Regions from separate parts of the Sus scrofa genome. Here region 1 is linked to region 2. Evidence: chromatin contacts called from public HiChIP or PLAC-seq data. All regions are on one chromosome and are shown on one strand. The core of a region is the stretch at or near the end of the contact, and the rest is flanking DNA. Distances in the headings are between cores, read along the strand shown. Region 1 has its middle 130 kb from the start of KLF4. Region 2 has its middle 14 kb from the start of KLF4.

What was found. HiChIP or PLAC-seq counts read pairs in DNA pulled down with a chosen protein or histone mark.
Region 1: a contact with region 2 is called in an H3K27ac HiChIP or PLAC-seq map of alveolar macrophages. The contact joins two enhancer-like sites. A contact is called at or near these places in 5 of 47 Hi-C or Micro-C datasets (embryonic fibroblasts, liver and mesenteric adipose tissue) and 2 of 2 datasets of contacts at active chromatin or transcription factors (alveolar macrophages and skeletal muscle).

The regions. Positions count from the first base shown.
Region 1 is chr1:248,739,834-248,743,532 of Sscrofa11.1, reverse strand. No RefSeq gene overlaps it. Among named protein-coding and RNA genes, the nearest start is that of KLF4, 130 kb to the right of the region's middle. Within about 2 kb of position 1,807, at least 56 of the 83 cell types and tissues checked have an H3K27ac peak or open chromatin away from gene starts, as enhancers often do. A contact at or near this core is called in alveolar macrophages, where this site is marked.
Region 2 is chr1:248,621,233-248,625,015 of Sscrofa11.1, reverse strand. No RefSeq gene overlaps it. Among named protein-coding and RNA genes, the nearest start is that of KLF4, 14 kb to the right of the region's middle. Within about 2 kb of position 1,520, at least 7 of the 83 cell types and tissues checked have an H3K27ac peak or open chromatin away from gene starts, as enhancers often do. A contact at or near this core is called in alveolar macrophages, where this site is marked.

The DNA.
Region 1 (3,699 bases), core at 558-3,057, 120 kb before region 2:
AGAAGGAGACAGGATGAGGAGGCTTCCCGTTGGGCCTTGCAGAGCATGAGGGGAACATCAAAGATGCAAAATGTCCCCATGAGATCTTAAAACTACCTCTTGGTGGGTGGTATAACCACAGGTATATTGGATCAGATGGAAAAGTACACTTGGCTTAAATTACAGCAGCTCAGGAGTGTCAAGCTTTGGGGGGGGGGAGGGGGCTAAATCACCCCAAGATTTATGAGTATGTGGGGAATGGGTTCGGGTTGAGGGACATTGTTCTCACATGAGCAGCTGTGAGGGGAACCCAAGTCTTTGGAACCTGTCCAATTCCTCCGAGGGCATACAGGCTCGACCTTGATGTGACCTTTTACTGGGTCTTAGAAAGAGATGGAAAAAGCCTGCCCTCCCAGGAGAGGTGACAGAGCAATTAATAAGGCAGAGTCTAAAGCTTCAGAAATGCAAGGATCCAGGTGCTGAATTCATCTGTTCTAAAGATGAAAAAACAGAAAATCCTCTTTTGGTTCCTATTTGGGTAAAGTTGGACATAAATCATTCTTTGAAAAGGTGTCCGTGGGTGCCTTTGGTTGGAGGGGCTCAAGCCCTTTCCAAACATTGCCTCATTAATCCTGGCAAACACCAGGAGAGAAAGCCTGGATAGGCGGCACCTTTTGTGTCACTGAACAGATGAGACCTGGCCTCAAACTTAAAGACACAGGCAGGTTCCAGGTGGACTAGGACAAGGCCCTGCTGGCTGGTGTTAGCTATGCGTGAGTTGTGGGGAAGGGGAGTGAGGAATGAGTGTGTGTGTGTGTGTGTGTGTGTGTGTGTGTGTGTACTCTCTGTGTGCTTTTAGTTTTCCTAATTGTCTCAAACCAGGAAAAGAAAATGAGGCCGCAGCCCTGGAGGCTGGGTGACATGTTATGAGGAAGTCTTATCTTCTTTGAAAATGCCAGATTTTGGCAAAGATTGAATCCCCTTTTCTTGGCAAGCTTGTCCTTGGTAAATGCTTCCTGTTTATTTCAGCCCCTCCACATGCGTGGACATTACTGCAACGGTGCAGTTCTAACCTGAAAAGCGGAATCAGGAAGGGGACTGGGAGGAAGAAAGAGCAAACTCCAACAAGGGATGCTGGAAGTGTCATTTGCTGCCTTGGGATTGATGTGGGTGTTGAGTCCGGTTTGGTATTTCAAAGTCAAGGAAAGATCTAAAAGTACCAGTGCCTTAGAAATGTAAAATACTTGATACGGTCGCTCCTTTTCCTTCTTTGTGAAAAGGAAAAAGAAATAAAAGAGAAAGAGATCGAAGAAAGAAAAAAAGAAGAAAGGACAGAAAGAAAAGGAAAAGGAAAAGAAAAAGGAAAGGGGAAAAGCGAGGCAGAGGCGATGGCGAGCGCAGAATCGCGGGATCCCGGCTCCCTACCCGGGAGAGCGGAACACTTTCCTCCGCGGCCGCGGGCTCGGAGCTTTTAAGGGTTTCTAATCCTGGAAGGCTGTCTGACATCACCCCGTTTCTTGTCGGCTGATGTTTCGTACAAGCCTCTCATTTCCTCAGTGTTTTCAGAGCACCAATTACTGCAACAATCTCGTGTTTATGTTTGCTCTCTCTCCTGCCTCGCTGGCCCTACGCCTGGAGCCTTTGCCGCTTTCCGACGCGGGGAGCCCAAGGGGGCTGGGTGGGGGGGAGCGGGAGGGGGGAACCTGGATCGGGCACTGCAGAAAAAGGGAGGGGTCCCCCTTAATTTTTTTTCATTGACTTCAGCACCATGTGATCAGGAAGTCTGGCCTCCCTCCATTTCCCCTCCCGACTAAAGGGAAACATTGTGTAGCAGCCGCCGCGGCCACTGGTGGGATGGTCTTCGCCGCCTGACGTAGGGAGATAAAAATAACCGGCATATTTAAGGCCTGAGCAGGAATCCCGGCGCTCACACGCGGCCTGGTCAGTTCCCGAGGCCGGCTGGGCGCGGGGCCTGCGGGGAGGCCCGCGCGCTCCTGCGCGCACCGGAGCGTCGCGAGGGCCAGCGCCGGCGACCTGGGGACCCGGGCCCACCACCCAGGCCAGCCGAGCCTCGCGGAGCCCCGGAGAAGCCGGCAAGAGCAGCCTGGCTCGAGCGCGCTGGGCTGGGCATGGGTTCTGGGTCCTGCCTCCCTGGAGACGGGAAGGAAGGATGCTGTGGCAGAAGGAGGGTGGCGGGGAGCCCGAGGGCACACACAAGCTGCCGCTAAAAAAGCCTGCCTGTCCTACACACCATGGTACCCACTCTTTCTCGTCAAATCCCCCCTCTCCAGCCCCTTGAAATGCTGGAACTGCATCCTGCAAAGCAGGCCTGGGAACAAACAAGAATCAGCCTCCTACACTCCAAAATGGGACAAATCCTTGCAATGTCCAGCAATTTCAGAGGCGAATACAGACTTCCTAGAAGCATGCTATCCAGCCACGCTACAGATTTCCTCAGAACTCCTCACCACTGCCCTCACCTCTGACCTGTCCAGGGACCAGCAAAATAGAAAAGGAGGAAGTGCCCCCCTCGATGAGCCCACGTCCCTGTCTCAGCAGCACAGACACGGTGAACAGTACATGACCCTGTCTGCCATCCCACTGTTTCCTCTTGCGTGCATTCATTTAAACCTCACCAGGGAGGTTCCATGACCCCTATTTTACATGAAAGGAAACTGAGGCTCGGGAGACATGGAATGGTTGCCCAGTGCACGCATGGGCATTGCTTCCCTGAGCCTTAGTCGCCTCCCTTGACTGCATTCACACAGCAGCATGGATGTATCATTCTGGAAACCACCTTTCTTCTGTGCCTCCTACCCCCTAAATAAAATGAATACCAAGCAAAACAGTGGTGGTGAGCTTTCCTGCTGATCTGTGAAATAACAGTTCTGCCCTTGCTCTGGGCCACAGAGAAGTTTTGATTTCAATTAATAATGGGAAATCTCCCAGCCTTCTGATGTCTAAAGGAGCAAGATATTTCAAGATTTCTGGCAGAGTTTTTCACCTGAGCCCAACGTGCTGATGAAAGATGAAATGACACCCTTAATTGTTTTGGCATTGCAGAGATAACGCAAAGCTATTATCTGGGTGGAAAAGGCAAAGATGTTTCATTTAGGGAAAAATCAGTAATTTTCTCACACATGAGGATCGAGACTCCAGGGCTGAATCCCTAAAACAATGCCTGATATTTAAAGCATTCAACCCGTAATAGTTGGACCACATGAAGAGGTTATGGGAATGTGAGGGACAGCTCTCAGAGACAGATTGGGTTATACGTGTTTGTCTTTGATGACTGCAGAAGCATGATCCCATTTAACCCTCAGGTAACTCTAGGAGGTAAGCATCATTATTATCCCTACCTGGCATATAGGGACATTATAGCACAGAAAGAATTTACCCAAAGTAACACAGTTAGAAAGTGCTAGAGCTGAAATTCGAACCCAGGGAGTCTGACTCCAGAAGCCAAGCCCTTAACCACTAGGGTAAATCCAAAGAGGTGCCCATGAGACGTCAGGGAAAGGGACCTACCATTTACTAAGCATCCCCTCTGACTCAGTTTCCACACTTGCTCCTGGACTGATGGTCCAGCATCACAGGCTCCAGGCCCTCAGACAGATGAGTCAGGAAGCAAGGTGGGACCAGGGGTTCCAAGAAGGCAGCCTCCTCTTCTCTGTTTTTCTAACCCTGACTCTCACAAATGCCTATTCAATTGCCCCTTCT
Region 2 (3,783 bases), core at 271-2,770:
TAGCTTCGAGAGCTAGCAGATTTGTTGCTTTTTTTCTTTCTTACATGAAAATATCTAGGTTGAGAATATCAGACAAAGTGAAGAACGGACCCAACTGACTAATCCTGATAATTTTTTTCTTCTTTTCACAACCACACCTACAGCACATGGAAGTTCCCAGGCTAGGGGTCACTTTGGAGCTGCAGCTGCTGGCCTTCGCCACAGCCACAGCAACACAGGATCCGAGCCATATCTTTGACCTTTGCTGCATCTTGTGGCAATGCTGGATCCTTAACCCACTGAGTGAGGCCAGGGATTGAACCCGCATTCTCATGGACACTAATCGGTTCTTAACCTGCTGAGCCACAATGGGAACTCCAATCCTGATACTTTGAAGTTGCAAGGGACCTGCTCCACTCCATCCTTCATGTTATAGCTGAAGTGCCCAACGTGAAGGCAGAGCCAGTGACTAACCCATCTCTGTGTGTGCATCCCCGGGCACGGACTAGAGACCAGGTCTTCCAGCTTTGTAGTCAGGGCTCTTAGCCCTGGCCTCCCTGCTCTGGGGCTTCATGAGACCAAACACCAAGCACCCACCTGCCCCCGGTCAGCGTGCCAAACAAAGGTGATTGGCTACAAGCTTTGCTTTCAGATCAGCCAGTTTAGGGCCATGTTTTAGCTCATCTGTGGTTTTATTGCAGTGGTTTTTCTATTTTGTGGGCATCCATGAGGCATGTGCACACAGTGCCACCTTGGAAAACTAATAATGAGTCTCTTGGTACTAAATTTTAAATATATCTACTGGTTTGAGGCAACCCTAATTAGGTCCCAGTTGTCTGGAATGTTCCTTGAAGACAGGCACCATTTCGGGGCAGGGGGAATGTCCAAGGCTTGCAGAAGTTCCCAGGCCAGGGATCAAACCTGGGCCCCAAAGTGACCAAAGCCACTGCAGTTAAAGCCACTGCAGTTACAATGCCGGCTCCTCAACCTGCTGAGACACCAGGGAACTCCATGAAACCATTTTTTTTACTTAGCATAGCCCCAATACCAAGGCTGGCCATCTGGCTCACAGTGGGATAGCAAAGTGAGAGACTGTCTGAAAACTGCACAGAATCTAAATCTGAGGTCCTAAAGACCAGTGTTAGACTCCTTGGCCAGAAGCTAACAAAGATGCTTAACCTCTGTGAACCTCAATCTTCTCATCTGTAAATTAACACAAATTCCAGCTGCCTAAGAGAACTGCTACAGAGAAGGAAGATAATTTGTGTAGAGCATCAAGAACACAAGGTGCTTTAGTAAACCGAACAACGATGTTTTCTCACCACTGATGCAAGGAGGGATGAAATAAGGCAAATTTTAAAGTGGTTCTTTTCCGGAAGACAAGCAAGAAATAAAGAAAAGGAAACAACAATTGCAATTACCCAGCCCGTGCATGGTCAGAATTTCCTCCGCTATTTATTGTCAGAGCTGACAGCCCTGCTTTAAAGCCAGCCCTGCCTCGTCCCAACTTCTGCTTCACCTCCCACTGAAGTCATAACGCTGGGCTCACTTTCTGTCTATTGACACAGAGAGCCTGTGAGTCACAAATTCAACAGGATGACTTTGCTGCAGTGTGATTGACTGGAAAATGTTTCCTCATCTGAAAAAATTTTTTTCAAGCAAACGGAGATGCTTATTTTTGCAACGTGGAGCACAAGTTCTTTATTTATTTGACGTCGGTCTCTGTGACATTCCAGCTGGCCAAAGGAGGGCTCACGACATTCGTGATCTGCCTTAAGAAGTGACATATATTTTTCCCTCTCCTTCTCCCTTCCTGCCGTCTATTATATCTAAAGCAAACAGTCCCGGCGCAATGGTTCGATTGCACTTCGGTGTGGTGTTTACTTGACATTTACTCACGGGCCGTGCTGGACAGCTCAGTCATTCCAGAACGGGGCCCGGCCAAGCCCTGGGTTCCACTTGTGCTCAACCCTGAGCAACACAAAGTCCTGGGACAGATAGATGGTGACTTGAGATGTGCTTGTGCGCCTGGGTTTAACTCTTACACCTGAACTAGTGTATGGTCGGCGACGAGGTATCAGGATGTATTTAGTCATCTGAGAAAACATCTCCCTGATCCACGCAGGGCAGGTGGATCTTGCTAATACCACCCTCCCTTCCTTTAAAGAAGCACACACACTGCCTCCACATTCATTCTAAGACAGGGCTAGTCTAGTCCCTGGTGCTACGGCTCCTCAGGACTGGGCACAGATTGCTAATTTGATTAACTTCATCTTCTGTTAGTCCATTTCCTCTTCTGTATAATGGTCTTTTTTTTTTTTTGGCTGCACCTGTGGCATATGGAAGTTGCCCAGGCTAGGGGTCAAATGGGAGCTAAAGCTGCTGACCTACACCACAGCCACAGCAACACAGGGTCCGAGCCACATCTACAACCCACACCGCAGCTCACGGCAACACCGGATCCTTGACCCACTGAGCAAGGCCAGGGATAGAATCTATGTCTTCATGGATGCTAGTCAGGTTCATTACCACTGAGCCACGATGGGAACTCCAAGTATGGTGGAATGCATAATACCTACCCCACAGGGTGATTGAGGGCACAACACATGCAATGTACCTGGGACAGGTTGAAGTGCTTAGAATGAAACAAATGGAAAGTGTTAGTTCTCATCCCCTCCTGGCATCCATGCTTCTGGCTGTAGGAGGGAAAGGGCTCAGGGAAGGGTAAGTTATGGGGGTTCCTGTCAGTGCAGCTTGAAGTGGGGGAGGAGGCTGGGACTTGGCTAGGAGACAGGACCTGTGTTCACATGGTCCCAGCTCTGCCAGTGTGTGGCTGGGCAGTCACCTCTGTTCCCGAGGCTTTTGATTCCATACATGCAAAGTGGACATGCTAACACTGTCTGATTTCCACACCCTCCAAGTCTGGAATCAGTCCAAAGGGACTGTTGTAAAAGGTGGACTAGCTTCAAAGCTGATAAACTTAGATGTCAGTATTTAAAAGGAGTAGCAAAAGAATAAGATGCTAATGCTCACTGCTGGGCAGCAGGCAATATCTTCACACCTTGCTCATGGGAATGGAAACATTGATGGGAATGTAAATTGATGAAATGTAAATTTTTTGAGGAACAGTTTGATCATGGTTGATAATGTTAGCTTAGTAAAACAATTTCTATGAATCGAGCCTGGGGAAATAAATGTATATGTCTAAAGGTGCACATGGAAGTTTCAGAATCAAGAAAAACTGGAAACAATTTAAATGACCATCAGAGGAGGATTGATTAAATAGTAATATTAGGAAATACTATGACGTGTTTAAAAATATAAGGTATATCTGGAGTTCCCGTCGTGGTGCAGTGGTTAACGAATCCAACTAGGAACCATGAGGTTGCAGGTTGGTCTTGCTCAGTGGGTTAAGGATCTGGCGTTGCCATGAGCTGTGGTGTGGGTTGCAGACACAGCTCAGATCCCGCGTTGCTGTGGCTCTGGTGTAGGCCGGTGGTTACAGCTCTGATTCAACCCCTAGCCTGGGAACCTCCATATGCCGCTGGAGCGGCCCTAGAAAAGGAAAAAAAAAGACAAAAAAATAAATAAAAATTAAAAAATAAAAATATAAGGTATATCTATGCATTAGCACGTATAGCTATCTGTGGTAACTTGTTAAACGAAAATAAAAGCAAATTTAGAGTTCCCGTTGTGGCGCAATGGAAACTAATCTGAATAGTATCCATGAGGATACAAGTTTGATCCCTGGCCTCGTTCAGTGGGTTGAGGATCTGGCATTGCCGCAATCTGTGGTGTAGGTCA